Regions from separate parts of the Mus musculus genome. Here regions 2, 3 and 4 are each linked to region 1. A link is a contact called in public HiChIP or PLAC-seq and promoter capture Hi-C data. All regions are on one chromosome and are shown on one strand. The core of a region is the stretch at or near the end of the contact, and the rest is flanking DNA. Distances in the headings are between cores, read along the strand shown. Region 1 holds the start of 2410003I16Rik (a long non-coding RNA gene). Region 2 overlaps Hlcs (holocarboxylase synthetase (biotin- [propriony-Coenzyme A-carboxylase (ATP-hydrolysing)] ligase)). Region 3 overlaps Hlcs (holocarboxylase synthetase (biotin- [propriony-Coenzyme A-carboxylase (ATP-hydrolysing)] ligase)). Region 4 overlaps Hlcs (holocarboxylase synthetase (biotin- [propriony-Coenzyme A-carboxylase (ATP-hydrolysing)] ligase)).

Region 1 (6,661 bases), core at 1,704-4,203:
TGAAGCCACATAGCCTGGATATTTCCCATGCTCTCCAGTCTCAGCCACACCCATGCTCTCCAGTCTCAGCCACACCCATGCTCTCCAGTCTCAGCCACACCCATGCTCTCCAGTCTCAGCCACACCCATGCTCTCCAGTCTCAGCCACACCTTGATCAGAGAGCTTTTTCTGTAAGACACAAAGTCCTCTCAGTTTGGCAGTTCCTCAGAAAACTGGACATAGTACTACCTGAGGACCCAGCAATACCTCTCCTGGGTATATACCCAACATGTAAGAAGGACACATGCTCCACTATGTTCATAGCAGCCTTATTTATAATAGCCAGAAGCTGGAAAGAACCCAGATGTCCCTCAACAGAGGAATGGATGCAGAAAATGTGGTAAGTTTACACAATGGAGTACTACTCGGCTATTAAAAACAATAAATTTATGAAATTTGTAGGCAAATGGATGGATCTGGAGGATATCATCGTGAGTGAGGTAACCCAGTCACAAAAGAACCCACATGATATGCACTCACTGATAAGTGGTGATAAGAAGCCCAGAAGTTTGGAATACCCAAGATACAATTCACAAACCATATGAAACTCAAGAAGAAGAAAGACCGAAGTGTGGATACTTCAATGCATCTTAGAAAGGGGAACAAAACACCCATGGAAGGAGTTACAGAGACAAAGTATGGAGTAGAGACTGAATGAATGATCATCCAGAGACTGCCCCACCTGGGGATTCATCCCATAAACAACCACCAAAAACAGACACTATTGTGGATGCCAACAAGTGCTTGCTGACAGGAGCCTGATATAGCTCTCTCCTGAGAGGCTCTGCCAGTGCCTCACAAATACAGAAGTGGATGCTCATAGCCATCCATTGGACTGAGTACAGGGTCCCCAATGGAGGAGCTAGAAAAAGGACCCAAGGAGCTGAAGGGGTTTGCAGCCCCATGGGAGGAACAACAATATGAACTAACCAGTACCCCCAGAGCTCCCGGGACTAACCACCAACCAAAGAGCACACATGGTGGGACTCATGGCTTCAGCTGCATATGCAGTAGAGGATGGCCTAGTCGGATATCAGTGGGAGGAGAAGCCCTTGGTCCTAAGAAGGCTCTGTGCCCCAGTGTGGGGGAATGCCAGGACCAGGAAGCAGGAGTGGGTGGGTTGGTGAGTGGGAAGAGTGGGGAGGTTGCTTTTCCGGAGGGGAAACCAGGAAAGGGGATAATATCTGAAATGTAAATAAAGAAAATGTCCAATTAAAAAAGAAAAAGAAAAAAAAAAAGACATAAAGTCCACTGGCTTACTCTGACGACCAGGCTGCCCACCCCAAGGTCACTCAGAACTCAAGGCCATTCTCCTTGTAAGTGGGTTTGCATCATCTCTCCCTTAGCCCAGTCTCCCCAGGTCTAACCTCAAGCAGTTAAGCACATGGGCTGAGAGTCTGTCATTTCAATCACCCACTCACTGTAAGAAAGCCAAGGTGATACGCAAGGCTTTGTGGTCCTTGGCTTGCGGTTGGAGGATGCTCCAGCATCTTTACACTGCTGCAGAGCTGACAGCTCACACGGGATTCCAGGAAGCCGTTCGGCTGTCTTTTTGAGAACTGTGGAGTCCTGAGGTTTGGAGGCTCCAAAGCAGGTCTTGTTGCTCTGGGACCAAATTTAAACTCCAACAGAATGGAATGTCCTATCTCTAGAGACTTCCTTTCTTGGAGATTTAAGGTCCCTTCCTAACAGATGGTCTGTTGAGGGCAGAACCTGGGTCAAAGACAAAGTGGTGAATGTCGGATTAGCAATAAGAAACCTCACAAAACACACTAGGATGCCTTGAAACGCATAGGTAGGGAAGGGGGAGGCGAGCAGAAACTGAGGACCACATTTGACTTTGGGTGTAATTTCTGCACCCCCCGCCCCGACATCACCCCCCCCCTCATGTCCCTCCCCCACGATCCAGCCTGGTTTTTACTTCACTCTCCTGCTGCCTCTGTGACTTCAGTGACTGCTTTCCCCATCTGTTCCTCATCCTGTCTCCTGCCCCCTCTAGCCCCCCCTTGTCCCCTACCCCCCCTACCCCCGCGCAGAAATGGAGCCTTTCTCCCAACCTGTTTCTTTCTGCTGCTGACCCATTGCCACGGCAACTCTGCAGCGCAGCAACATACTTCCTCTTCCAGTTCTTGGCACTTCAGAGTAAAAGACAAAAAAAAAAAAAAAAAAAAGTCTGCTGCAGTGGTGCAAATCTCCCCCTTCTTCAGTGTGTTCACTCAGAAAGCACAGCTCAGCCCCTGTTTCTCGCTCCTAATCTCTGCTTCTCCTTCTGAGATTTATAGCTCAGATATATGTCTGCCCCTTCTTCAAGCTAGCTACAGGCTGGTGTCTTCATCCATCACCCTGCCTGCTATCCATCTCACACCGTGGTCAGTCCTCGAGGGCCTGCTGCACCGGCTCACCCTCTTCCCGTTTGCCTGGTGCGTTCCTTTTTCCTTTCTTCTTCTCCTCCTCACCTTAGTTCTCTTCCTCCTCCTTTTTCGTCTTCTTGCTCGTTTGTTTGTTTTTGAGACGGGGTCTTACTGCGTAGTTCTAACTAGCCTGAAACTCCGAGATCTGCCGGTCTCTCCATCCTGAGTGCTGGGATTTAAGGTTTGTGCCACCAGGGCCAGCCTCCTTGCATTTTTCTAATGGAAATTTTACACCTCCCCAGAGGACAGCAGTGTCAGGCACCTGCCTGGCCACCTAACATGGGTGAGGTGGGGTGGGGAAGAGTCCTTGTCTTTTCAGCAGCATCAGGCACCTGCCTGGCCACCTAGCCTGGGCCTCCTTGTCATCTCAGCAGCATCAGGCACCTGCCTGGCCACCTAGCCTGGGCCTCCTTGTCTTCTCAGCTGTTTGCCGTTGCACATAGTTCCCAGAGGGTGTTGGGAGGAACAACAGTCCCAAAGAATGGTCTACCAAATGAAGCACCATTCAGTAAAGAAATTGTTTCCTTAAACACACGGTCCCTAAAGACAAACAAGCATAGAGCTCGTTATTGGGGTCACATGGGCAAACATGCCTTGGGGACAGTTCATTCTGTGTGTCAACTTGGTTGGGCATGATCCAGATATGAGTCCAAAAGTTATCCTGGATGTTTCTGTGAGAATGTTTGTTTCTGTCTCAGGGCAGGCAGAAACCTGGAGGCAGGGGTTAATGCAGAGGCCGTGGAAGGGTGCTGCTTACTGGCTTGCTCGCCATGGTTTGCTCAGCCTGCTTTCTTATAGAACCAGGACCATCAGCCCAGAGATGGCCCCGCCCACAATGGGCTGGGCCCTCCCCCATCAATCACTAATCAAGATATCCCCTGTAGCTGAATCTTACCGAGGCACTTTCTTAATCAAGGCTCCCTCCTTTCAGGTGACTCTAGCTTGTGTTGAGTTGACATAAAAACTAGCCAGCACAGTTAAATCGATACAGTAGACAGCAGAGGGCATTATGCCCATGATGTAGGTGGCCTCATTTCGTTAGCTGGAGACCTAAATAGACAGGAAAAAAAAAAAAAACCCACTGCCAAGGGGGTACTCTGTTTAGGGAATGGTCTTGAAGTCGAACCACACTATTGACTCTCTGAGGGACTTTAATTAGTATATGTGCATGTATGAGTTAGTCTGTGCTCCTCAGCTAGCCTGTGCACCTGTGCGCTGTCTGTGGAGATCAATATCAAGTGTCCCCCTCAGTTGCTAGCCACCTTACTTTTTGAGAGAGGGTCTCTCACTGAGCCAGCTTGGCTGCCGGTTGGTCGAGCTCCGGAATTTGTCTCCCTGCACCCACCCACCCGGGGGTGACAGGCATGCATAGCCATGCTCAGCTTTTTCTTTATGCTTGCACGACAGTTTACCCACGAAGCACTCTCCAGGTCCTTGTCTGTCAGTATTTCTAAGCTCACTTTAAAGATCAAAACAGGCACAAGACACATATGCAAGGTCATTCATAATGGGGAACAGAGCTGGGACCCAGCTGGCCCGTGTGCCTGCAGGCTGCTTAGCTTCACAATCTGCCTGCCTTTCCCTGGTGCCAGGGTGGAGTCTCTTATACCAAAGTGTCTTGTGCATGTGGTATTGATAAGCTTGGGTAGTAGGTAGACCGAGTGGCTGAAGAAACGGGAAGCAGTGTGCATGCCCAGCCTTAAGCAAGTGTGGACTAATGTGAGTCTTGTCTTCTGCTGGACAAGACCTATCTAGACCCCAGGCTTCAGTGGAGATGAACACACCATGGAGGTGACCTGGGCAGTGACCAGGTGATGGGGGACAATTCCCCTGGCAATAAAGTCATTTACAAGTTAATCTTTACTTTCAGTCTCTCTGTCTTTCCCTCTCAGCCTTGCTGTGTCTTCCCCACTCACCTAAGGAGACACTTCTTGTGTGTGCGTTTCTTCTTGCCACCTGGACAGAGCTGCCTCTCTGGCCACTTCTGATCTCATCCTTCTCTAATACAATCATCGATCCATCGATCGATGCCACCCCTTCCACCAACTGTATTTCTTCCCGGAACCGCCTCACTGCCTTGACTTTCCTCTGGCTATTTTCCCATTTCTTAGTACTGTTCTCAATCTGAGCTTTCTTCTGAATTTGGACACCAAGTGTCACCAGCGGTGACGGGCAACAATGAGGCCTAAGAAAACAGGTCATTTGAGCTGCAGAGACGTCAGGGAAAGGCTCTCAGGACTCGATTGGCCTTTTGTTAGGAGAACAGAGACTTTATGAGCCGGCTGAGCGAGACACTGGCCCCTTTTTAAAAAGGACAGAGTCGGAATGGCATGTTCTGAAAGGGCAGCGTTGATAGCTGAAACTAGGTGCGCCTCAGGCCGGGGCTGTGGGAAGCCCGAGCATCTTGGGCACCAGCAAAGTTTCTAGCAGCCTTGGGAAGGAGAGGAAAGTCAGGTGGATCTGATTGGTGGGAAAGGTGACCTGGGGAAACTTGCCCTGTGGTTCATACAACCTGCCAGGCAGAAGCAGGAGCCAGGGGCACCTGAGCAAGAAACCCCATAAGATGTTCAAGTGGAGTTCCAGACAGGCACCTGGATATAGTTCTGGACCCGGAGGGGGACGCGTCAACACTGTGAGTACCGTCTCTGACGTTGGTTGGGTATTTGTGTCTCTCTCCCCATCACGGACAGTCCAAATTGTAGGTGGGGCGGTGGGATGGAGGAAGGTGAGAGAGGAAAGACACAGAAGGAGGGAAGGGAGGAGAACCCATGTCTCGGTGAAGCAGATCAGGCTGGTGATTAATTCTCTGACTTGCTTTAGTAAGTGATTATGGGTACCTAGAACCTGCAGCCATTAGTGTATCCAGCCGAGCTCAAGGGAAGACCAGAGAAAGACATGGAGATAGAAGGATTGATTTGGGTTATATTGGCTTGGCTTTCATGGCCATTGCTGGCCAGATTGGGTCCAGAAAACAGAAAACCTGATGTGACTGAGACTCTCCACTGATGTCTCACCGTAATGTCCACTGATGAGTTGCACAGACACTCATCCGAGGGTCATCTCACTGGAAAGGGGGTGGTGAAGTTATTTGTACCCCAGCAGCAAGGCAGCTTCTCTGTTCAGGCAGGAATTAAAACCAGGTTTAAACCCAGAGGTTTAGTTAATGATCCATAAACCAATGTGACTTGTGTTTGATAATGTCTACGCTGACGAACGTTGCTTAGGTTCTCCGTGAGCAAGGCCTCCAATCCCAGGGCCATCTCTGTTAACAAACATGACCGCAGCAGCCAGATGCTGGCGGGCTTGTTCTCCTTTGCTGGAAGGGCCCTGAAATTGTACAGGACCCCGACCAAGAATAAGGGTCCTGGAGGCCGAGCCATCTGGATTCTAATGGCTATTTAACCTCCTTTGCCGCTCACCTGTAAAATGGAAACAAGTCAGTCCTCACCTCACAGAGCCGAGGTTGAGATGAAGTAAGATGGTATAGACAGGCGACGTGAGGTAGAAACTCACGTTCAGCAAAGGACACATTCATGATCTCTGTATCACAGGATCCATCACAGCTAAGCTTGGGGTAAGTTAGGGCTGAGAGACTCAAAAGAGCAGACCAGGGTCCCGCAGCTGTGCGAGCAGCCGTGCGAGCAGACGCTGCAGCCTGAAACATCACCATTAGTCTCTGGAGTCATTGCAGAAGTAGAAATACAGTTCCCAGGGGAAGAAAATTGCTTAAGAAGATAAGCCAGAGATGTCGCCCTATTTTCTTCTCCTTTTGCTCTAAATCTGACTTTCTTTAAACTGCCTCCGCCAGAAACTACGGGCCATGGGGGAGGGGCGCAAGAGAGGGAAGTGGGGCCTTGGGAACTGCTGGGTCACGGTTTTAAAGGATTTCATTGCCTGTCCTTATGAGATTTATGGGAAGGGAGGAAAAAAAAAAGATTTAGTCTAAGCTTAGTCGCTCGGTTAGGTGGAGAAGATGGTTTCTTTGCGCAGGGAAACTGTTACACCACAGACAGCGTAAAGCGTCCTGTTGTGCTTTTGTTAGTGAGAAACAATTTCTCAAGAACAGAATTCTAAGAATTTCAAGGAGGGCTACCATCCAAGAAGTCGTTCAGCACAATCCACACATGAATTCAGATAGCAAAAACTGGGGTAACCTGGGATCAAACAGTGAAGTCCTGAGGAATGTGTTGTCGGTATGGGCGTGGCCAGG
Region 2 (6,661 bases), core at 1,136-3,635, 240 kb before region 1:
GGTCAGGCTGACGGGCCGAACGCTTGATGTAAGATACATTATGGGCTAGCATTACATGGTGGCCTTCCTGTCAGCCCTCCATCCAGTAGAAGTGTTGGCAGGAATGCAGCATCACTGTGGGGTATGCCGTGGGAGACACACATTTTGTAAGGAAAAAACAGAGAAGGAACCCATTTCTGTGATGTTGTGTAGGAAAACTTAAACATTTATTTTATGTAAAAAGATAATAATTTTATAAATAAAAGCAGACTTCTTTTTTCAGTGAAAACTGTCTTGTTCCCCTGCCTTCTAATCTCTGTCCGAGGGAGGGCAACAAGGAGGAGGACACACTGGAGTCTCTGGCGGCTCCTGTGGAACGGCTAGGCCAGCTGGGATTTAGAGCCACCCCCACCTTCCATCTCATACCATCCCTGTCCGTGTGACATGTTGATGTTTCCCGGGTGGCCAGAGGATGCAGAAGAGCATGGACGCCTCACCTCTAGCCAGGGGGGCTGCCATTGCTCTGAGGAACCCCCACCTCTAGCAAGGGAAGCTGCCATTGCTTTGAGGAACCCCCACCTCTAGCCAGGGGGGCTGCCACTTCTCTGAGGAACCCCCCACCTCTAGCAAGGGGAACTGCCATTGCTGTGAGGAACCCAGGCTGTTTGCAGATTTCCCCCGGCCTGGCTTCCCACTCAGTTAGGGAGCACACACACATTTTTTTGTTTGTTTGTTTTGTTTTGTTTTTGTTTTTGTTTTGCTTTCTTAGGTGTGCACGAGGCTGGGCGCAGTGATGTGTAGGTGACCTGGGAGACTCCCGCTGGACTCCTGCTTGGCAGGAGCTCTTTGAGGGCGTCCAGTTACTTGCCCTTGGGATCAAGATGTAACCATAACAAGAAGCGACAACTGAGTTTGTTGATAAAGCAGCTGGGTAGAGTCATGATTGTGGTGGTGGTGCTGGTGGTGTGTGTGTGTGTGTGTGTGTGTGTGTGTGATGTCGGTGCTGTGGGAGTCGTGGCATGAATCAGTACATGCTTAAAGACAGAAAAGGGTTACAATATTCCATTTTGATTCAACCCAAGATCATAAACAAAGAAACTCTATTCCCTTCCTCAGACCCCAGCTCCTGTTGGTGATTGGCTGTTGTTGGTGAGAATCGTTTTTTATATTTGTAGATGTATCAGAAAGCCCTTAGTGTGGCCTTTCTGCCCAGGGAATCCCTTCCTGAAAATTCATTTTCAATTGCTCACATTGAAGGTGTTTAGTGTGGTGTTTTAACACATAGCTGTCACGAACTGCAAGCTTCTCTTCTGGTCTTGTTGCTTTATGACAGAATGTAGACTAAGTCATTCCATGCGGGACCTCCCTTCTGTCTGCACTGGCCACTTCATTCAGCAAATATTTGGGAGCTAATGAGGGTGGGCCAGGTGCTGGGGCAGTTTGGGAGACACAGTCATTTCTTATCTTGATGACATGCTTTTTGGCTAACCGCGTCTTCTTAATGTGCTTCATGGTCTCATCTGGACTCCCCAATAGGCAGGATGAGGTGCCTGCCTGCCTGCCTGCCTGCCTGCCTGCCTGCCTGCCTGCCCGTCCATCCATCCGTCCATCCCTGGCATGGGGAACCTGAGCTTTCATTTACTTATTTACTTAGGTGGGAATCAAACCCAGGGCCTCACTATTGTATTACCGAGCTGTGTCCTCAGCCTGAAAGTTGGGTTCTTTCTTCTTAGTATTTAAAAACAAAACTGTGTTGCGGGGTGATATATGCAAGTATGGCTGCATTAACCTGGCAAGCGTGTGGGGCAGCCAGGGACTGACCGAGATCTGTCTGTCTGCAATCACTTCTCTATGCAATGGTAATGTTGTTGTTGTTGGGAGACAGGGTCTCTCCCTGAACATGGCTCTCCCCATGTTTCGGCTAGCCTAGCTGCCTAATAGCTCCAGGGACCCCCTGGCTGCATCCCCTGCATTAGAGCTACTGCCTCTCCACTGCACCCTGCCAGTGTTGTGCTCGCCGAGCTGTCTTCCCAGGTTGTGAACTAGCTGTTTGGAGCCTAAAGTGCCTAGTGTTGTTGCTTTTTAAATTTCAATATTCCATTTAAGAAAAAAAAAATCTCTACCTGACAGATTTTTTTTTTTTTTTTAAGCACAGTTTTGACATGGAGCCCTCCCCTCCCTCCTGTGGCCTTTAGGCCTAGTTCTGAATCTTAAATAAGGGACAAACTTCTAGCAATACTTTAAAATACAGTTAAAGAAATATTTCTTTGGAGATCCAAATCGGAGAGAAAGTCGGGGTCCCAGGTGCACTGGGTGGCTCCTGGTGTGCGTGCGTCTGCTGAGGTCTTGTGGCGGCTGCTTTACAGAACAGCCCAGAGCAGCTGGCAGATTAAAGCCAACATTTAAAAGCTTTTATAGCTGCGAATGTTTTCAAGGGCCTTTCATATACCTTTCTCTCTTTTCTTCTTTCTCTCCCCACCAATACTGGAATTTTTTTTTTTTTTTGTTCATTTTGACTGACTTCCTGTTATCAAGTACAATGCCCGTGTAAAGGCCACACAATCCCTTTTAACTCCGAAATGCAAAAAGCGGAATTCACGGGGTGTTGTCCTCAGTCTCCTTTTTACAGGCTGTTTTTGCGAGGAGCCTTTGAGCTACTGGGTGACCTGCCTTTGTGTGTGGATCTTGTTCTCACAAGCATGTTCCAAAGCTGCCTTCGGGGTCCACACTGGAGGGCAAACATCAGGCAGGAGAGAACTGCTCACGGGAGAAGGAGATGCCCACAAGACAAACGCGGCTCCTGTTGCTTCCCGGCCAGGCCTTGCTGAGTTTCAGCGCATGATTTTGGTTTTCTCTGAGCCGACTTTTTTTTTTTTTTTTTTTACGGTAGGATCTGGAGGGGTTGGTGGAGGTCCACGCAGCTCTGCAGCCGCTTGCTCACGGTTACGCCGTGGCTAGGAAGGGCGGCTCTGTTTCCATAGACTATTTATATCCAGCGTTTATGCAGTCACAGATTTGTGGATGGGAAGCAGGCTCATTTGGAATAAAAAAATCCTCCAAGAGCAAATGCTTTCTGTCTCCTACACTAGCTCCCTAATAGCTGCCATGTGTGAGCGGGTTTGCATTGTGCCGTTCGTTACCTCCTGGGAAGCCGACTGAAGCCGTTTCTACTAAATCTCGGAACGTTCTTACCAGCAGAATTTTCTCTCTCAGGTCCGACAGACACATCCCTAGGAGATAGCCCACACTGGTACTGGGTTAGGGGGCACCATCAAAAGGCCCTGTGATCAGGTGCAGAGGTGAGACCTGGATTCAAGGTGGCCGGTGGTAGGCACCCATGGTAACTGGCAAGGCCTGGCCCTGTGGCCAGGAATTCCTGTCAGTGCAGGAATGTGAGTATCTGGGACCTGATGGCCACTTGGAAAATGTATGCATTAGAGTGAATATCACGTGCTCTTTCTGTCCATGCTAGTAATTTGGATGTTGCTCTGATGGCAGAGCTGGCATCTTGGACAAACATGAAAATTCAAAACAATCAGGCCAGCCTTGACGCTGTACCTGGGTGGGGGGCAAGCCTCAGCAGAGAGGGTCAGGGTGCTGCAGTTGGTCTGGGTCCTTCTGGCACCTTTCTCTGGCTTCCTTAGGAAATCAGGGAACTCCACCAAGGTTAGTCTGCCTGTCTGTATGTCCACCAGGCACTTACTACAGACGGAGCATACATTCTGGGCAGACCTTCCATTGCTCAGTCCTACCACCGGGGGGTGGGGGTGGGGGCTGGGGGGTGGGTGGGTGTAAGATTGTGTGCACTGAGGGTTTGGGGGCTGTGTTTCTAGGCTCCTGCTGGGAGTACGTGAAGTTCCCTTCCTTCAGCATTTGGTAATGTAATCAGAGGAAGGCTGGTCAGAACTCCCATCTATAGCTGACACAGGTCAGGTATCATGTTGTTCACTATAAATGTATACAGATTTAATGTGTCAATGAAGAAGAGGGGTATACTGGAGTTAAAGACTACAGTGCCGGCTCCAACTGGTCATAAGGGAGAGTATCCCGCATAACACAATTTTAGAGTTTGTGCCTCATTTTTATCTCCCGAGGAACATGGCTTTTATAGGTGAAAATGGCACAGCCATTAGAAGATTTGCTTTAATTGCTGTTGGTAGTGTTTCACTTTCTCATGTTAGCCGTGCGCATGTGCATGTATCCATTTAAACGTGTGTCTCCTGTAGCTAAAACTGTACTGAAAATAAGATCCCCGAGGGACAGCCTGTCTCTGTGAAGCACTTCTTTGACCCCGAGGATAAGGAGATGCTGTTGGAATATCTGGAGACCTCTGACACCAAGGGAAGTCACACCTCTCCCTGTGACTCACAAAGGGTCACAGTGTAAGGGGTGCTGTGTGTGTGTGTTTGTGTGTGTGTGTGTGTGTGTGTGTGTGTGAGTCTCTTTTGTGTGCATTTGCCTGAGAGAGGGAACGGTGAAGGCGAGCTTTAGCACAGGACATTTAAATTCTAAATGTTTGTGAAGGTGCAAGTTATCACCTGTCTGTAAGGACAGGAGGAGGGCCACTCTGTGTGTCAGCGTTGCAAACTAAGGCTAAGGCTTATTTCAGCCTGAACTTTAAAAAATATTAAATAAGTTTACCCTCTACACACAAGTGAAAGTTTAGAAAATTAAAACTAGAAGCCATAATAATAAAAGAGTAAAATTCTCAGAGAAAGCTGAGAGGATGGCCTCACCTATTCCCTTCTCAGTTCCTTACAAATAAAAAAATTTAACTAATTAATAAAAATGTGGAAGTTGTACATATTTACAGGATTCCCTGCGGATGTGTATATCGTGTGTTTAATCAGCTTCCCCTTCCCATTTGTAATTTCTACAGATAAGCAAATATAACTTTTAAAAGATGTACCAGACAGTGGTTTCATATTCTAAAAATGGTGGTTAACTTTTGGAGGGCACAAGGGGCATAGTTAAATCTCCTTGCCTGAAAGTGTCAAGTTGGGTTAACGAGAGTATTCTTGTCGGCAACCTTGATGCATGGCTGGTGCTTGTCTCTTTTCCTGCAGCCTCTGAGTCTACAATATTTAAAAGTCCAAAGTCTATAACTCTGAAGATTCTTCTCTGGAACGTTTTCTTTCCATGGTGTCGGGCATAGGCCTAGCGCTGCGGGTTCTTCACTCTGAGTCTCTCATAGGAGATGCCTTCGTAAAAGACGGTCACCAAAACCCCAGAGTCGTCCCTCTCTGTCAGAAGACGAGAGACGAGATGCCCTCCACATCCTTTCCCCATGCCCTGAGGTGTTTATGATGCAATTGGCAAAGCAGTTAGACTAAAAGTCCCAAGTGTGCACACGTGTGTGAATGAATTTACGTCTGTGTTGCTGGGGCTCCAACTCAGCTTTATGTGTGCCTGCAGAGGAAAACTCTCAGGCTTAAAAACACCCCTCACCCCCTCCCTCTGCCCTCCAAAGCCAAACCAATTCCCTGGGATGCATCCTGTCCTCAAACCATAATTATTGCCACTTTCAGCTTTATACTGGAACAGATCCTGACTGGAGACCCATCAGCGCTTAATTTAAACACAATTAAAGAATATTTTCCTTTTTCTTTTAAATGTCAAGCATTGTCTCAAATTAATTTATCTTTACTTTAAGAATTATCATTACGGTCTAAACTAGTCCCAGATTTTCAAACAAAATTACATTTTCAAAGACTGTGCTTTCTGTTGTCCCCGTTACTTGATATTAGGTTTTCTTACTGCCTGTTTGCCTGTTCCACGGTGCAGTGAATTTAGTCCTAGGGAGGTGATCTCTGATGCAAATTCATGTTTGCCATAAAAAATTGTCCGTGTGAGTGTGTATGTGCATGCATGCTTGTCTGTCTGTCTTTCTGTCCATCTGTCTCTGTGTCTATGCCGGGCACCTGCTCTACCTCTGAGTAATGTTTCCAGGCCTTTTTCAGTACCATCTGCTGGTTCTCATTCTGCATCTGGTTCTGACAACTGGGCTGTGGACGCGCCGAGAAAATGTGGCATATCCCTTCCGCTTTTCCAGCGCTGGGTAGAGAGTCACGGCTCTGCTCAGACATCTCTCAGAGAGTGTCCAGCGGGCACTGGGCACCAGCATGGAACATGTCTATCCATACTTGACGGGGCTCATATATTTGTTTTGATAACTCAAAACTTTCCTATAGCAAAAACCAAGAAAACATTCTTTTCTCTGAGCCACTGCTGAACTGTGCACGTTAGCAAAAGTAGAGCCCTCACAGTGCTCTACTTGTCACGCTTCTCCGAGTCCACCTACAGCCAGTCAGAGTCCATCTGTCCACACCCACGCCTTCCATGCAATGATTCCAAACCAAATCCCAGCTATTGTTTTGGCTCTCCTTGTGAGTATTTCAGTATACGCTTCTAAAGAGATAACACCCCTGTTTGAAAATGTTGCTAAGAGGTCACTCTGTCATCCCTGACAGAGGGCTGTTTTCCAGTGTTCTCCCCTCTAGCTCCTGTTTAGACACACTGAAGAGCAGGCTGTCTTGCTTGCTTAGGCACCGTGCATAAACTGCTGAGGCGGCTGAGAGACAGACGAGAGAGGGAGCAAATGGGAAGCCATTATAACCCGGGGTTGGTGGAGACAGGGAGAGGTGCTGTCTCTTCCAAGGCCCTTCTGGAGGCAGCAGTAAAT
Region 3 (6,661 bases), core at 2,910-5,409, 160 kb before region 1:
TTTCTTCCAAAAAACTGAACCTGAATCTTTGTACCTATCTCAGTGAGAGGCACGAGTGCTCACACACACACACCCATATTTTTGTTCATCATGTCAGTCTCAGGGAATCTAGATATTTTCCATGGATGCCTAGGCCCCCAAGAGGGCCTCTGTCTCTCCACTGGCAACATGTTGGAGAATTTGGAACTAAGCTCTTCAACCAAATTGCCTCCCTCCCTCCATCTCTCCTTCTGATAGGATTTCATGTGTCCTAGGTTGGCCTCTAATTCTCTGCATAGTCAAAGATGACCTTGAACCTCCCTGTCGGTGCACAAGTGCACTTCAGTGCTAGGATTACAGGTGTGTGCCACCATGCCTAGCATATGTGGTGCTGAGGATTGACTCCAGGGCTCCCTGAATGCTAGCAAATACTCTACCAACTGAGCTACACCCCAGACCTAAACCTTTCTTAAAATCTGTCTTTATTATTCCCACTTAAGACTTACTACGTGAGATTTGATTTACATATAGTCTGGATTTGTTTCATGTATAAATATTTTTGCCTTCTCTTAATGGCTTCATCTAATAAAGCTTTGAATTCAAAATAGGTGAGAGAGCGCAGTTAACGTGTACCTTTGCTCCACCCACTCTCCCACTAGGCTCCCGGGACTTCCCTCACAGTTGGCTTCCATGAGTCCCATCTATCAGAGTTCACTGGACAATCTTTGGCTCCCTGCAGTGTTGTGGGTAATTTGAAACCGATGATCACACCTGATTCCTTTCCATGTTCCCTTTCTGCCTAGGTGAGTGCAAGCAATGGTGAAGGTTGGGAGAAAGAGCATTTGGTTTATAGTAGTTGGTTCTTGTACTGTGAAATGATGTACATTTTTTCTAGAGCCCTTGCTTGACTTTGTAAGGGAAGCCTGTGTTGTTGTATCAAGTTCCAGGTAGCAAAGACTGTTGTGTTATAATGTGGTTAGACATTGATGTGTCTATGTTTGCAGGTGTAAGGTAAATGTATCCTTTTAAAGTAGATCGGTTCTGTTGTGTTACAGTGTGGCTGGATATTGACCTGTATATGTTTAATGGTTTAAAGTAAATGTGTCCCCTTACACAGAGCATTTCAAAACTGGACAAAGTGGCAAATGCCTGTAATGTCAGCATTTAGGAGGCTGAGGCTGGAGGATCACTGTGAGTTTGAGGCCAGCCTGGCCTACATAGCAAGATGTTGCCTTTTTTTTTTTTTTTTTTTTTTTTTTTTTTGCAGGGTTATTTCAAAATTAGATTTAACTGTGTGTCTCCCCCTCTTTGAGTTTGGGCTCTGGGTCAGCAACGACTGCTGGCATCCCAGACGTGGGTCTTAAGCAATTGACAACTTCCATATCTGCTCTCTTGGAACACTGTAGAAGACCACACAGCTTTATGAGGAGGAATCAAATCCCATGCAGCTTTGGCTACGTTTCCAACTGCCACCACCTTGGCGGCCTGTCACCATGCTGTAACCACACCATGCTGATGTGGCTCTTCTGCCCCTGATAAAGCTGCCCCAGCCACTGCAGGTATGAGCCAGACCAGCAGCAGGGTTTTCTAAGCTGCTGCTCTGCAGTGGTTTGCAGCACTAAAGACAGAGGGAGACTGAGTAGGGAATCCATGTCTGTGAGGCTAGACATCTTACCTATGTGCTTGAAACCATGCCTGCCCTCCTGAGGCAGTAGGGGGACATCCGTCCACTGGGCTCTTGGGGAGCCCTGAGCAAAACTGTGTCCCCCTCCTCCCGGAGTGAATCATCATCCTGTTGGTCCTACTGACTTATAGTGGCTTACTTTCTTCTCTGTGGCCAGAGACTCCAGTCCCTTGGAGGCTGGCAAGGTGTCTAGTCTGTCTGTCCCCAGTGCTTCCTCTGTTATCTGGAATATTGTAGGTCAGGGTGGGGACACCAGGAATAAGTAATAACATTGGAGTGCCTCTTACAGGGGCTGTTCCTAGACTAGAGTTAACAAGTCATGCCGGCCTGGGATGGGTAGGTGCCACCTGCGAGTCACTTTTCTCTACCCAGGCACTGTCAAAGCAGAGAGAGTGGTGGAAAGAAACCAGCTTGTTGCCCTCTGCACTAATACAGGATGAGCCATGAAAACCACTCCACTCTGGATTTAATCCCCAATTTTAAGCCATGACCTTACCACACAGTAGAATAGATTTCCCCCCACATTTTACAAGTACTGGTTTAAACACTCTGGGAAGTTGAAGAAATGGTATAGTGAACAGCAGTTTATAGCACACATAGATTCTGCAGCGATTCATATTTTGACCTGCTTCGAGGAAATACTACTCCTGCTGGCTCTACCATGCTTTTTTTTTTACCAGTAAGAATTCCTTCCTGGGTGAGCATGATGCTCATAGAAACATTGGCTCGTTGGTGTCCAGTCTGTGTTCAAATTCTTCAGCTGTATGAAGTGTCTTGTGTGACTGTATACTTCTAACCGAGATGCAGCCACAGTTATGCACTGCCGTACTTATGTTTCCTTAATCAGCTTTAAAAACAAACAAACAAATGACCCTCCCCAAACAAAAAACTACACCAGCTACATTTTGAGTTGGATGCATCTTGTACGTCAGAGGTTAAGACCAAGAACTTGACTCTGTTCAGAACGCCCTGAGTAAGGAGGCGCCCCACTTACTTCAGTCTTGTTAGCATGTGAGCCTGCCCTGTTGGTGAAGGCAGTAAGTGTGGGCTCCTCCATTATACATAGAAACCGCCTTTCGGGTAAGCCATTGTGGTTGTGAAGGTCCGAGCCTGAAATGCCCTCCTTAGGCTGTGTGGTTAAGGTTTGGTCCCCAGCTGCTGCCTTGGGAGACGGTGGGAACTTCACAAGCTGGGGCCTGGTGGGTGGAACCAGGACAGAGGGAAAGGCAACTCCGAGGTTTTACTGGGTCCTGGTCCCTTCCCATCTCTCTGCTTCCTGGTGAGCATTTATCCTCCACCTCCTGGTCCTAGACAGCTGTCTCACCTCACTTCCTAAAGGAGGGTGTGGTGGTTTGAATAAGAATGGCCCTCGCAGGCTCTTATATTTGAATGTTCAGTCACCAGAGCAGTGGGACTCAATGAAGAGATTAGCAGGATTAGGAGGTGTGGCCTTGTTGGAGGGAAATATGTCACTGCGGGTGGGCTTTGAGGTTTCAAAAGCCCATGCCAGGACCAGTTTTGATCTGTCTGCTGCCTGCAAATCATGATGAGTAGCTCTCAGCTACTGCTCCAGCAACATGCGTGTCTGCCTATGTGCCACCATGCTCCCCACCATAGTGATAATGGACTCAGCCTCTGATACTGTAAGCCAGCTACCTGGTAAGTCTTTTATTTTATAAGCATTGCCTTGGTCATGGCTTCTCCTCACAGCAACAGAAGAGTGACTAAGACAGAAAATGTCAGCTGACCATGGTCTCAAACCATGAGACTTGGTTCTCCAATACAATAGCCAGCGTGGTCCTTGCCTGGATCAGTTATTTTCTTGCTTTTGTAAATTGCTGATTTTCCTTGGTATTAGTTCCCCATTCTTTACCTACTCATTCATAAAGAGTCATTTTCTTTTTTTAAAAAATTAGATATTTTATTTATTTACATTTCAAAAGTTATCTCTTTTCCCGGTTTCCCGTCTGGAAAACTCCTGTACCATCCTCCCTCCCCCTGCTTCTATAAAGTTACTCACCACCCACCCACCCACCCACCCATTCCCGCTTCCCCACCCTGGCATTCCCCTACACTGGAGCATCTCTTGAGCCTTCACAGAACCAAGGGCCTCTCCTTCCATTGATGTCCAACAAGGCCATCCTCTGCTGCATATGCAGAGAATGATCGAGGGGGGCGTGCACTCTTCCAGGACATGCAAAAGGCATCTCAAGATGAATGGGGTGAAACCCAGGAGGCCATGGAAGCTGCCTTGGCCCTGGAGAAGAGCCTGAACCAGGCCCTCCTGGATCTGCATGCCCTGGGTTCTGCCCGCACAGACCCTCATCTCTGTGGCACCTTGGAAAGCCACTTCCTGGATAAGGAGGTGAAGCTTCTCAAGAAGATGGAGGACCACCTGACCAGCCTCCGTAGGCTGGCAGGGCCACACCCAGCGCAGACGGGCACGCCCCAGGCATCTCTAGGGGAGAATCTCTTTGAACGGCTCACTCTCAAGCACAACTTGGAGGCCTCTGCGCCTCCCTCCTCTGCTCTGCACCAGCCCGCCTCAGGACCTCCAGGCCACTAGGCAGCGTTGTAACTGCCCTGGAGCCTCTCCCAAGTCTTGGACCAAGTGAAAAATAAAGCTTTTTGAAACAGGAAAAAAAAAAAAAGAGTAGTTTTCAGAATAAGAAGTTTTATCTTTTCTTTCCTTCAAGCAGTAGTTTGCAACAGTGTGCTTTTATCTAACATGATATCATTGGCTACATGATTCATTCTCTTTGATTACGAGCCCCAGGTTTGGCCAATGAGAGCCCTTCGGGCAGGTTCTCATTCTAACTCAGTGGCTCTCAGCCTTCCCAATGCTGCCACCCTTTAATGCAGTCCCTCATGCTGTGGTTCATAGCTGTAACTTTGCTACTGTTATGAATCATAATGTAAATATCTGATATGCAGGAAATTCGACCCCTGAGAAAGGGTCGAGACCCACAGGTTGAGAACCGCTGGTCTAACTCCGCCTCCCCTCTTTGGCTAATTCCTTCCTCTCTGCCACAGCAGGCTCTTCCAGGTGTATCTTGAATTCAGTTCTGTAGTCAGCCACTTTCTACTCTCTCTGCATTTCTCATTTTGCAAGGATTTGACTTCCTCTTGTCAAGGATGGTATCAGGAAACTCCTACCTCGGAGAATGACCGAGGAGAGGGGACAGCTCTTTTTAATCCTCCCTCCTCCTTCACACCAAAAGCAACGTGGAAACTGTAACTTAGTGGCTACCTTTTAGCTAGGGGCGAACAGGTGGACTGAGGTGGGAGGCACCCTCAGCACAGGTGGGGGTAGAACGACACCCAGTAAGTACAGGGTCCAGTGCAGACGACATGATGAGGGATAGAGAAAGCCATCGAGGGGAACCCCAGGTTCTGTCCCCATCCATCTTTGACTTTTGAGCCATACAGCCTCCAGGCACTTCAGAGGGATTTGAACTGTGCTTGGAGCCATTTCCTGCAAGACACAGAAATTGCAGATTGGACTCAGCCTAGGGAAATTGCCAGTCAGAGCAGAAGAACCAATAACGTAAGAAGAAAAGTAGCAAACCCCGGATCCTACACAGTTTAACACCTCAGGGTGTTTAGGAAACAAAACTAAATAAGGCACTCACTGGAACTGAGGAAGGGCAGCTCGGAGAATGGGGACATGCTTGAGTCCAGCCCGGAGGTGAGCTACAGCAGGCTCTCTGTGCTGCTAAGACACCCGCAGCCCCCACCCCACCCCCACCCTGGGCCTACAGGAAGGAGAGATGGGGGAAAAGAGAATTGATCAAACCTAGGGCTGAGCAGAAATTCTGGGGCTGAAAATACAGTCACGTTACCTGTGTGATATCTTTTTATTGGAGGACAGGAAGTGCTGGGAATTGAACCCAGGGCCTTGTTTCCCAACTCCTACTATTGTCTCAGATTAAAAAATAAATCACTTAGTAGTTATAGTTGAGAGGAAATGAATCAAGAGAAAGGGCAAGTGGAGCAGAAGGGATAATTGAAGGAATTTTGATAGCAATTTTTAAAGAAATTGCTGAAAAATAGAAACTTGTAGATACAAGATGCTCAGAGAGTGCCAAAGAAGAAAAGTAGCATTTGAAATCCAGGGGGATTCTTTCAGAGTGTTAACCTAAGACTGACAGGCAAACCTGAGGACAGAAGTAATACCAGATAACAGTGGCGTCTGATTAATTCTGGACTTCTCATCAGAAACCAGGGGAACGGAACAGAACGAGGGTGTCTCTATGAAATCCCGAAAGAGAAGTTTCAACTCTGACTTCTAGGAGATGCGTCCTTCCCGAATCAAGGGGAAATAAGAGCATTTTGGCAGACCATTGCCGTGACACAGGCTAAAGGGACCTCTGTGAAGGAGGAGAGATAATGCCAGAGGGAACTCAGGTCCTGGTGGGAGCCAGGAGGAAAACTGGAAATGAATTGTTTGTACAAAACACTGCTTGTGTGCTTTTCCCGTATTTAATTTTTCTGATTAACCACATAACTATTTAGAGCAAGGATCATTCCATGGCCTCATGGGGTTTATAACATCTGTAGATGTGGTACACGCAGCAGCTCCAGCCTAGAGCCGTCGGTACGGGCCTTTTCGGTTCTAAGGTTTCTTCATCATACAGGAAGCAGTACAATATTGACTGTGGCGGGTTATAAAAAGTTACAGCATAGACTGTGGTCCCTGGTGCAATAACCTAAAAACGTAAAGAAACACGGCTAAGAAGAGAAATTGAAATGAATATCCCAGTAATTTTTAAGAAGCAGGAAATGAGGAGCCAAGGGATACTGTTTTAATTTTTTAAAACAAGCAAAAGGAACCAGTTTTTTACAAATTAAGTCGTAACAAGATGATGAATGATCCAAATATTCATTGTAAATCAGGTTTTGGAGGGTGCGGGGAGATAGTAGGTAAAGTGCTTGCAATCAAGGATGAGGCCAGCATTGGGTCACCAACACCACTTAAATGCCAAGTGGGTGTGGCAA
Region 4 (6,661 bases), core at 2,955-5,454, 130 kb before region 1:
CCTCTACAGAAGAAACTCATTCCACGAAGCTTGCTTTGACCACCCAGGTGCTTCAGAAACTCCTTGGCTCTGTAGCTAAGGAAACTCATTATTTTATTATTTTATGTAAATTCGGCGAAGGGAAGTTGGCATGCTGGAAACAGCTTCCTTGGGAGAGGCCTTGCCTACGATGCTCAAAGCCCCAACACCACCACCAATAAACTAAAAAAAAAAAAAAAAAAAAAAAAAAAAAAGATTTTCCCCCCCCTGGGAATGTTGCTCAGTTGGTAAAGTGGTGCATGAAGTCCTGGGCGTGGCCCACAGTCACGTGGCTCACGTGTGGTAGAACATGCCTGTAATCCCAGACTCTGGAGGTTCACAAGTTCAAAGCCATCCTCAGCTACGCAGAGAATTTGAGGCTACTCTGGGCTCCACGTGAGACCCTGTCTTTAAAGAAAGGAGGAATGAGGAAGGGAAGGAGATGGGGGTGGGGTGGGGGACCAAAATTCATAGAAACAGGAAAAACAACTTCCCAGACTCATAGGGGGAAAAATGAACTTCACCACAAATTTGGTGGCGTTTAATTTTTGAAAATTTAAGATCTTATTTCAGTTGTTTAAAATAAAAGAGATTCCTTCCTCGGGTTTAGGGCTGATTACACAGAACGTTCCAGGAAACCTACAGCTCCCCAGAACTGTTAAACTAACACAGGTGCCTTTGAGGAGACTGACCAATGGCGTTCCTGTCTTCACATCTCACTGGTGAAGAGAGAGAGCAGAGAGGCTGAGGCAGGGGGATCTCAAGTCCAAGGCTATCCTGGCTACATATCAAGATCCCAAGACAAAACAGCAGGTCTTCTGTAGTGAACCAGCCCCCAACCCCCCAAACCTCCACTTCCTCAGCCATAAAATGTGACCACATGGTCATGATACCTGGGACCATTTGGGGGCATTTAAGGACTGGCTCAGTAAAAGGCACCAGAGAGCTGTGTACTGTCCAAAACCTTGAAGGATATTTCGAAGAGCCAAAGAGCCCACTCACTATTACTAGTTGGAGCTACCCTTCTGCATGGCTCGGTGGTTCATTTGTTCTTGAGATCTTAGTGAGATCTAATTGAGTGCTGTGCTGCTGGTAGGCTAAATAGTGGGAACCCCGGGGCAGTGGTGGCGCACGCCTTTAATCCCAGAATTTGGGAGGCAGAGGCAGGAGGATTTCTGAGTTTGAGGCCAGCCTGGTCTACAAAGTGAGTTCCAGGAGAGACAGGGCTATACAGAGAAACCCTGTCTGGAAAAAACAAAACAAAAAACAAACAAACAAACAAAAAGCCCAAAAAACAAAAGTAGCGGGAACCCTTTCATGTTGGCATCACAGAACCTAATGCCTACTCGAGGCATAACTGGAAAATAAGTAGAACTGTGTGCGCAGATGCAATGATGGCCTGCTGTGAAATCTTAGAGGAGTGGTAATTCTCTAACTTAAGCAATGAAGGAATTCATTCGGGGCAGGATATAAAATTAGCCCATAGCAATCAGTAGATTTTATCACAGGTAGTAACTGTGAAATATTGCGATATGTATTTACAACAGCAAAGAACCTGACAGGAATGCCTAAAGAGATGTATTTATGCAACATTAGACTCCTTGCTCACAGGGCAACTTGTCTTCACAAACGCTGCAATTCTCAAATTAATTTAGAAAGTGTATTTATACAAAACAGACAGACAGACAGACAGACAGAAACCCTCAATATCTGCAAAGGCCTGAGGAGAGCAGTGTGGAGGACGGGGCTCACCGGGTACTGAGACGTGCTTGGTAACTAAAGCTGTGTGACGTCAGCACAGTTAGGGATGGTGACCAACGCCAACAGAGAAGGAATCCCTTCCAGAGACAGCCCCGAGTACATTAGACCCTGTACCAAATGAAGGAGGGGTCCCACACCTCCACGGCAAGGGTGGGGAGCACATCTATTAACAAAAGGTTTCCCAACCAACAGTTCTGAGACAAACTGTCAGGAATTGGAAAAATAAAAAGCCAGGCCTGTACCAAAGTCTTATCCTCCTCAGGAAGGAACTCTCACCGGGGCAGGAACACATCCACACACAAGAAGCCAGTGAATTCCTGTATGACTCAGGGATGGGGAAAGAGTCTCTAGAACCTCTAGCCATGAAGCAAAAACAAGAGGCAAAAAAAGGGAGTAGTAGAAGACTATAAGCCAAATTAAATGATAAATAACAAACTAGAAGAAAATATTTGCAATAGATAGCATAGATCATTTCCCAAACACATAAGAACTCCTTAAATGGGCAAAAGACAAATGCACAGGTCCTAACTGGATGCCCCATGCACACACAAGTGTCGTAAGCCATCAGTGAAGATGTGGGGGAATGAAGGTCATCTCTAATTGGTCCATGAGTAGGTCAGGAGTGTCTGGGCATATCTCACAAAGTCACACGAGCCCTTGCTCTCTGACCGCCATCCCACCTCCGACACTTTAGGTGCAACCCTGACTGTGTCTCCATACATGTGATCAAGGTCTGAGAACACCTAAATGATGAATCAGTGTCGAGTTCTGCACCACACAGCAGTGAGCAGACAGGAATGAGGGAGACCTCATGGATGTGCCAAATATGCCCAGCCTACACCAGAGATTAGAGAGTGGAAGGAGGGAGACAGAGAGAATGATGTAGGTCCAAGGTGGCAGCTCTCTCTAAGGAAGAGAGAGAATGAAGAAAGCAGGCATGTGCCTACCATGTGCAGAGGGGGTCATGAGAGAATAGAGACAACTGAGGCTTGGCTTGTTTTTTTATCATAGAGGTGCAGTCCAGCTAGAAGGGACGGAGGGTGGGGGAGAGCGTCGTGAGAATGCCCCCACAGGCTCGTAGATTAGAATACTTGGTCCCCAGTTTGGGAAGAGTTGGGAGTGGGTTTATTGGAGGAGATATGTCATGGGGAGAGGGCTTTGGGGTTTCAAAAGATTCTCTCCGCCAGCATGGACTCTGTAGCCCTCTGAAACCCCAATTAAGTTGCTTTGGCTTTGGTGTCTTATCACAGCAGTAGAAAGTAACTAAGACAAAGCCACACACACACACACACACACACACACACACACCCCTAACTAACAACTTTATAACATGTAAAAGGAACAACAATTGGTGGGAGGGAGTGAAGTCGGGATCACCACCAAGCCTGATCACATGGGCAGAAGGGATGGCCGCATGGGATGAAGACGAAAAAGGACTCACTGTTTGCTTGTATGCCTCAGGCTGCCGAGGACTAGAACTACAGGCAAACACTCAACTCTTTCTCTCATGCGTTTGTTCTAGCAGGGCGGTCAGTCCTTCTGATCTCTGACCATAGCATTGCCTTAACAAACAATCATGTGCATTTTATAAATTAAAAAAAAAAAAAAAAGATTTGTGCACTTCATAGGTTGGAGGTTATATCTCAATACAAAGTAGAAAGCGGGAGCAAAAGAAAATAGTTAGAACTCAGAAGTCTTTTTCTTCTCAGAGTACTCCTTAGGATTCAGTTCTAGAAGCAGGCAACATAGTTACTGAGTCAGAAGGTAGTAAAAGATGACAAAGCTGGCATCCATGGGTGTCGGGAAGGTCTGCTTATGGTGGTCAGTGTGCATTTATTAGGCTCTTACTGTCTGACCCTGCCATCTTCACAGTTTATCTACATATCTGTTGAGATTGTGTGTGTGTGTGTGTGTGTGTGTGTGTATTTATTTGTTGAGACAGGGTTTCTCTGTATAGTCCTGGCTATCCTGGAACTGGCTCTGTAGACCAGACTAGTCTTGAACTCTGAGATCCGACTGCCCCTGCCTCTTTTTTTTTTTTTTTTTTAAGTTCCCGTAAGTTGGATAAATTCATGTGTTACCTTTGAACTTTGCTGTTCAGTGTGCACTTTGGGGCCAGCGTACCCTCTGAGGGTACGCTGTGTGTCTGTGTGTCAGAGCTCTTGTTATAATGATCACCAGTTGTCCTTCTGGGTCCTCACACTGTGACTCAGCTAACTGTTCCAATAGATCTTTCCCAGACTGTTGCTTTTCTAACTGATGAACGTGGCTGCGCCAGATCCCCACCAGTATGGGCTGCATCTCAATTAAACTTTTGCTCGCTGTTTTAGTTTTCCTATTGGCCAGTCTGCTCGGAGCACCCCTGTGCTGTCCTCTGTAATCAGAGCACTCGGTGTGGGGATTAGATCATCTGGACTGCAAAGAGATCCCGTACAGGGCTGCAGAAGTTTCAGGCTCAGCACAAGCAGGGCTTTTCTTCAGCATCCCTTTGGTACAAGGGCATCAAGAAAGGATGGCATCTATCCACGGTTGCTTTTTCTCTACTTAAAGCAGACTGCAGCAGCTTCATTTTCAGAAACGCAGCATTGACAAAGTTCATAAATGCTCCTTTGTCGACCGTGAGCTGTGCGGCTTGGCCCCCAGAGTTATCTCAGATAGCACAAATAAATCTGGCGGCCTCCAGTTGTCTCGCACAGGCATTAGCTCCTTCCTCCCCTGTCTCTGTTGCAGAGTTTCCTCTTGGCCTCAGCAGCATGGACTCACTCTGCTCGTTAGCATGGTCTGTTAAGTGCTGCCAAACCCCTAGCAGTTTGGTGTGTACGCTCCCTTAATCACTCCTCTTTGTTCTAAAAGTCCGCATTTGGTTTCTGAGCCACTCATGTTCCTGTGGCCCTGCCCCCACCCCTTTCCATTGCTGGGTGTACGTAGCGCTTGAACATCTAAGGTCCACGTGTTTAAAGAGCATTGTACATTACCCACCATTCTGAGAGCTTCTGCAGTCCGTTCACAGAATACTCAATCCCATCCCCCTCCCCCTCCTCCCATCCCCCTCCCCCCTCCTCCATTTACCCCGGGAACCCAGACTCGGGAATGGGACCCTCTAGGAAACAGGAGACACTAAATGACAATGTTAACCCTGCTGTAAGACAGAGACTCCTTCTTACAATTTCCCCCTTGTCCAGGACAAGCAAAAGACATTTTATTCTTGGCACCCAGGGGTGGGCAGGCATACTCCACCTCAAGGAGTGATTCATAGTGTCCAAGAGAAATACTGTGAGGATGTGTTTCACGTGTATTGGCACAGGTTGGGTTACTCCTGAATGCCTTGTTCTGCTCCTGCAGCTGTGAGGAAGACCCACGGTTGCACCAGCCAGACCCTGCCCAACATAGTCTTTGCACGAAAAGAAATGATAGGCTTCCTCCCCTATGCAAGTACTACACACTTCAGGGATACAGGAGGCAGCGGGTGTTGGGCGGGCGGGAGTGGGAAGGGGTGTTTTTTAAGCAGTTTCCTTCCCTTAGGGGTTCTTTTAGCCTGCAGGAGAGGGTGGGGAGCTACGCAGGGCACAGGCTTGCTTTAAGGGGCACTGCTTGCAAGAATCTTGAGGAACGCTTCAGACTGACATGTAACTTCTTGTTAATACACAATACCAGTTTGTCCTCTGCCCTGCTCAACCCCTGTTCTCCCACAAATGATGATGGATGGAAGGAAGGGAAGGAGGGAGGGAGGGAGGGAGGGAGGGAGGGAGGGAGGGAGGGAGGGAGAGAAAGAAAGAAAAGAAAGAAAGATATTCACAGAAAGATGATTCATAATAGATGCACACACATATAAGTACACATAGATTGATAGATGATACATACATATACATGTCACATACATACATATATATAGATATGCATAAATAGATATATAGATATCTACATAGATGCATGCATACATATATAAGTACATACATACATGAATGGATGGATAGATAGATTCACAGACAGATTCACAATAGATAAATGCATACACACATATATAAGTACACACATATAGATAGATAGATGATTGATAGATATATTTAGATATATTTAGTGGGAGGGAGAGGGGGGGGAGAGAGAGAGAGAGCTTGGCTTTGGCCATTAATACCTCCTGCTCTGAACTATATCCGATTGATGCCAAATCAGCAACTTCGGGAAGATGGAGAAGTGTCTTAGCATGGAAATAAAATGCAGAGAGCAAGACTTGGAGGAGACCCTGGGAGTGAAGGGCTCTGGGACGTGTGCTCGTTTTCCTTTGCCCCAGATATCAGCCAGTCAGGTAGAGATGCATGCGGTTACGCTTTGCCACTTAACCCCAAAGAGGCGTTTGCATTCTTTTCGGTGAAACTGTTCTAAAAGCAGACCCGAAGCCCAAACAGACCCAGGGTTCTTGGGAATTCTCAAAAGGTGTTGATTTATTTACTGCAGCTAAAGCGTAATTAGTTCTCAGGGGATGGGGTATCTCTGAAATGCTCTACTGCCCACATACTGGCTTTCGGAGTAATCAGAAACGTGTGCATGTTCAAACAGAAATGCACTGTAAGTAAAAACAAATGTCAGACACTGTTGTCACTTGAAGGTAGATACGAGGTAAAGGGAAAGAACTTGATAACATCGTCCAAAGAACTGTCTCCTAGCAGTCAAGCCAAGCACCAGCCAGGCTGACCCCACTCTCCTCCCTCCACCCCTGCCCCTCTCCACTCTCTTGCTCTTCACCCCTTACTTCACCCCTGTGCTAGTTCCTACCAAAGGCTGTGAGGGAAACGACACCCCTCCTTTCTACAGCTCCGCAGGTCGTTGGCCCTTCCTGACCACCATGCAAACGCACACACTTGTCCCCGTTCTGTCCGAGCTGCTG

What was found. Promoter capture Hi-C pulls out the DNA fragments that hold promoters and counts their contacts. HiChIP or PLAC-seq counts read pairs in DNA pulled down with a chosen protein or histone mark.
Region 2: a promoter capture Hi-C map of hippocampal neurons shows a contact between it and region 1, with 4 times the contacts expected there. The contact joins the enhancer-like site here to the promoter of 2410003I16Rik in region 1. A contact is called at or near these places in 23 of 39 promoter capture datasets (the 3T3-L1 cell line, 3T3-L1-derived adipocytes, the C10 cell line and 15 more), 1 of 484 Hi-C or Micro-C datasets (bone marrow-derived macrophages), 8 of 115 datasets of contacts at active chromatin or transcription factors (T-cell acute lymphoblastic leukemia, acute myeloid leukemia, embryonic basal ganglia and 2 more) and 5 of 9 other capture datasets (adipose tissue, embryonic stem cells, liver and 2 more).
Region 3: an H3K27ac HiChIP or PLAC-seq map of embryonic stem cells shows a contact between it and region 1, with 10 read pairs. The contact joins the enhancer-like site here to the promoter of 2410003I16Rik in region 1. A contact is called at or near these places in 6 of 39 promoter capture datasets (the 3T3-L1 cell line, the HPC-7 cell line, cranial neural crest and 3 more), 1 of 484 Hi-C or Micro-C datasets (bone marrow-derived macrophages), 1 of 115 datasets of contacts at active chromatin or transcription factors (embryonic stem cells) and 3 of 9 other capture datasets (adipose tissue, liver and pancreatic islet).
Region 4: a promoter capture Hi-C map of the HPC-7 cell line shows a contact between it and region 1, with 2.5 times the contacts expected there. The contact joins the enhancer-like site here to the promoter of 2410003I16Rik in region 1. A contact is called at or near these places in 3 of 39 promoter capture datasets (the 3T3-L1 cell line, the HPC-7 cell line and liver), 1 of 115 datasets of contacts at active chromatin or transcription factors (embryonic stem cells) and 1 of 9 other capture datasets (adipose tissue).

What each region holds. Positions count from the first base shown.
Region 1 is chr16:94,006,947-94,013,607 of GRCm38.p6, reverse strand. It overlaps 2410003I16Rik (a long non-coding RNA gene), which reads right to left and starts at 2,953. Exons shown (of 4, transcript XR_003951876.1): 1 at 2,497-2,953; 2 at 2,098-2,175; 3 at 1-1,753. It also overlaps a transcript of Cldn14 not described here.
Region 2 is chr16:94,250,480-94,257,140 of GRCm38.p6, reverse strand. All of the region lies in intron 5 of Hlcs (holocarboxylase synthetase (biotin- [propriony-Coenzyme A-carboxylase (ATP-hydrolysing)] ligase)), which reads left to right. Among named protein-coding and RNA genes, the nearest start is that of Hlcs, 36 kb to the left of the region's middle. Within about 2 kb of position 2,385, at least 40 of the 459 cell types and tissues checked have an H3K27ac peak or open chromatin away from gene starts, as enhancers often do. A contact at or near this core is called in T-cell acute lymphoblastic leukemia and hippocampal neurons, where this site is marked.
Region 3 is chr16:94,166,824-94,173,484 of GRCm38.p6, reverse strand. All of the region lies in intron 6 of Hlcs (holocarboxylase synthetase (biotin- [propriony-Coenzyme A-carboxylase (ATP-hydrolysing)] ligase)), which reads left to right. Among named protein-coding and RNA genes, the nearest start is that of Sim2, 85 kb to the right of the region's middle. Within about 2 kb of position 4,159, at least 6 of the 459 cell types and tissues checked have an H3K27ac peak or open chromatin away from gene starts, as enhancers often do. A contact at or near this core is called in embryonic stem cells, where this site is marked.
Region 4 is chr16:94,141,469-94,148,129 of GRCm38.p6, reverse strand. All of the region lies in intron 6 of Hlcs (holocarboxylase synthetase (biotin- [propriony-Coenzyme A-carboxylase (ATP-hydrolysing)] ligase)), which reads left to right. It overlaps LOC115488625 (a long non-coding RNA gene), which reads right to left and starts at 5. Exons shown (of 3, transcript XR_003951877.1): 1 at 1-5. Within about 2 kb of position 4,204, at least 12 of the 459 cell types and tissues checked have an H3K27ac peak or open chromatin away from gene starts, as enhancers often do. A contact at or near this core is called in the HPC-7 cell line, where this site is marked.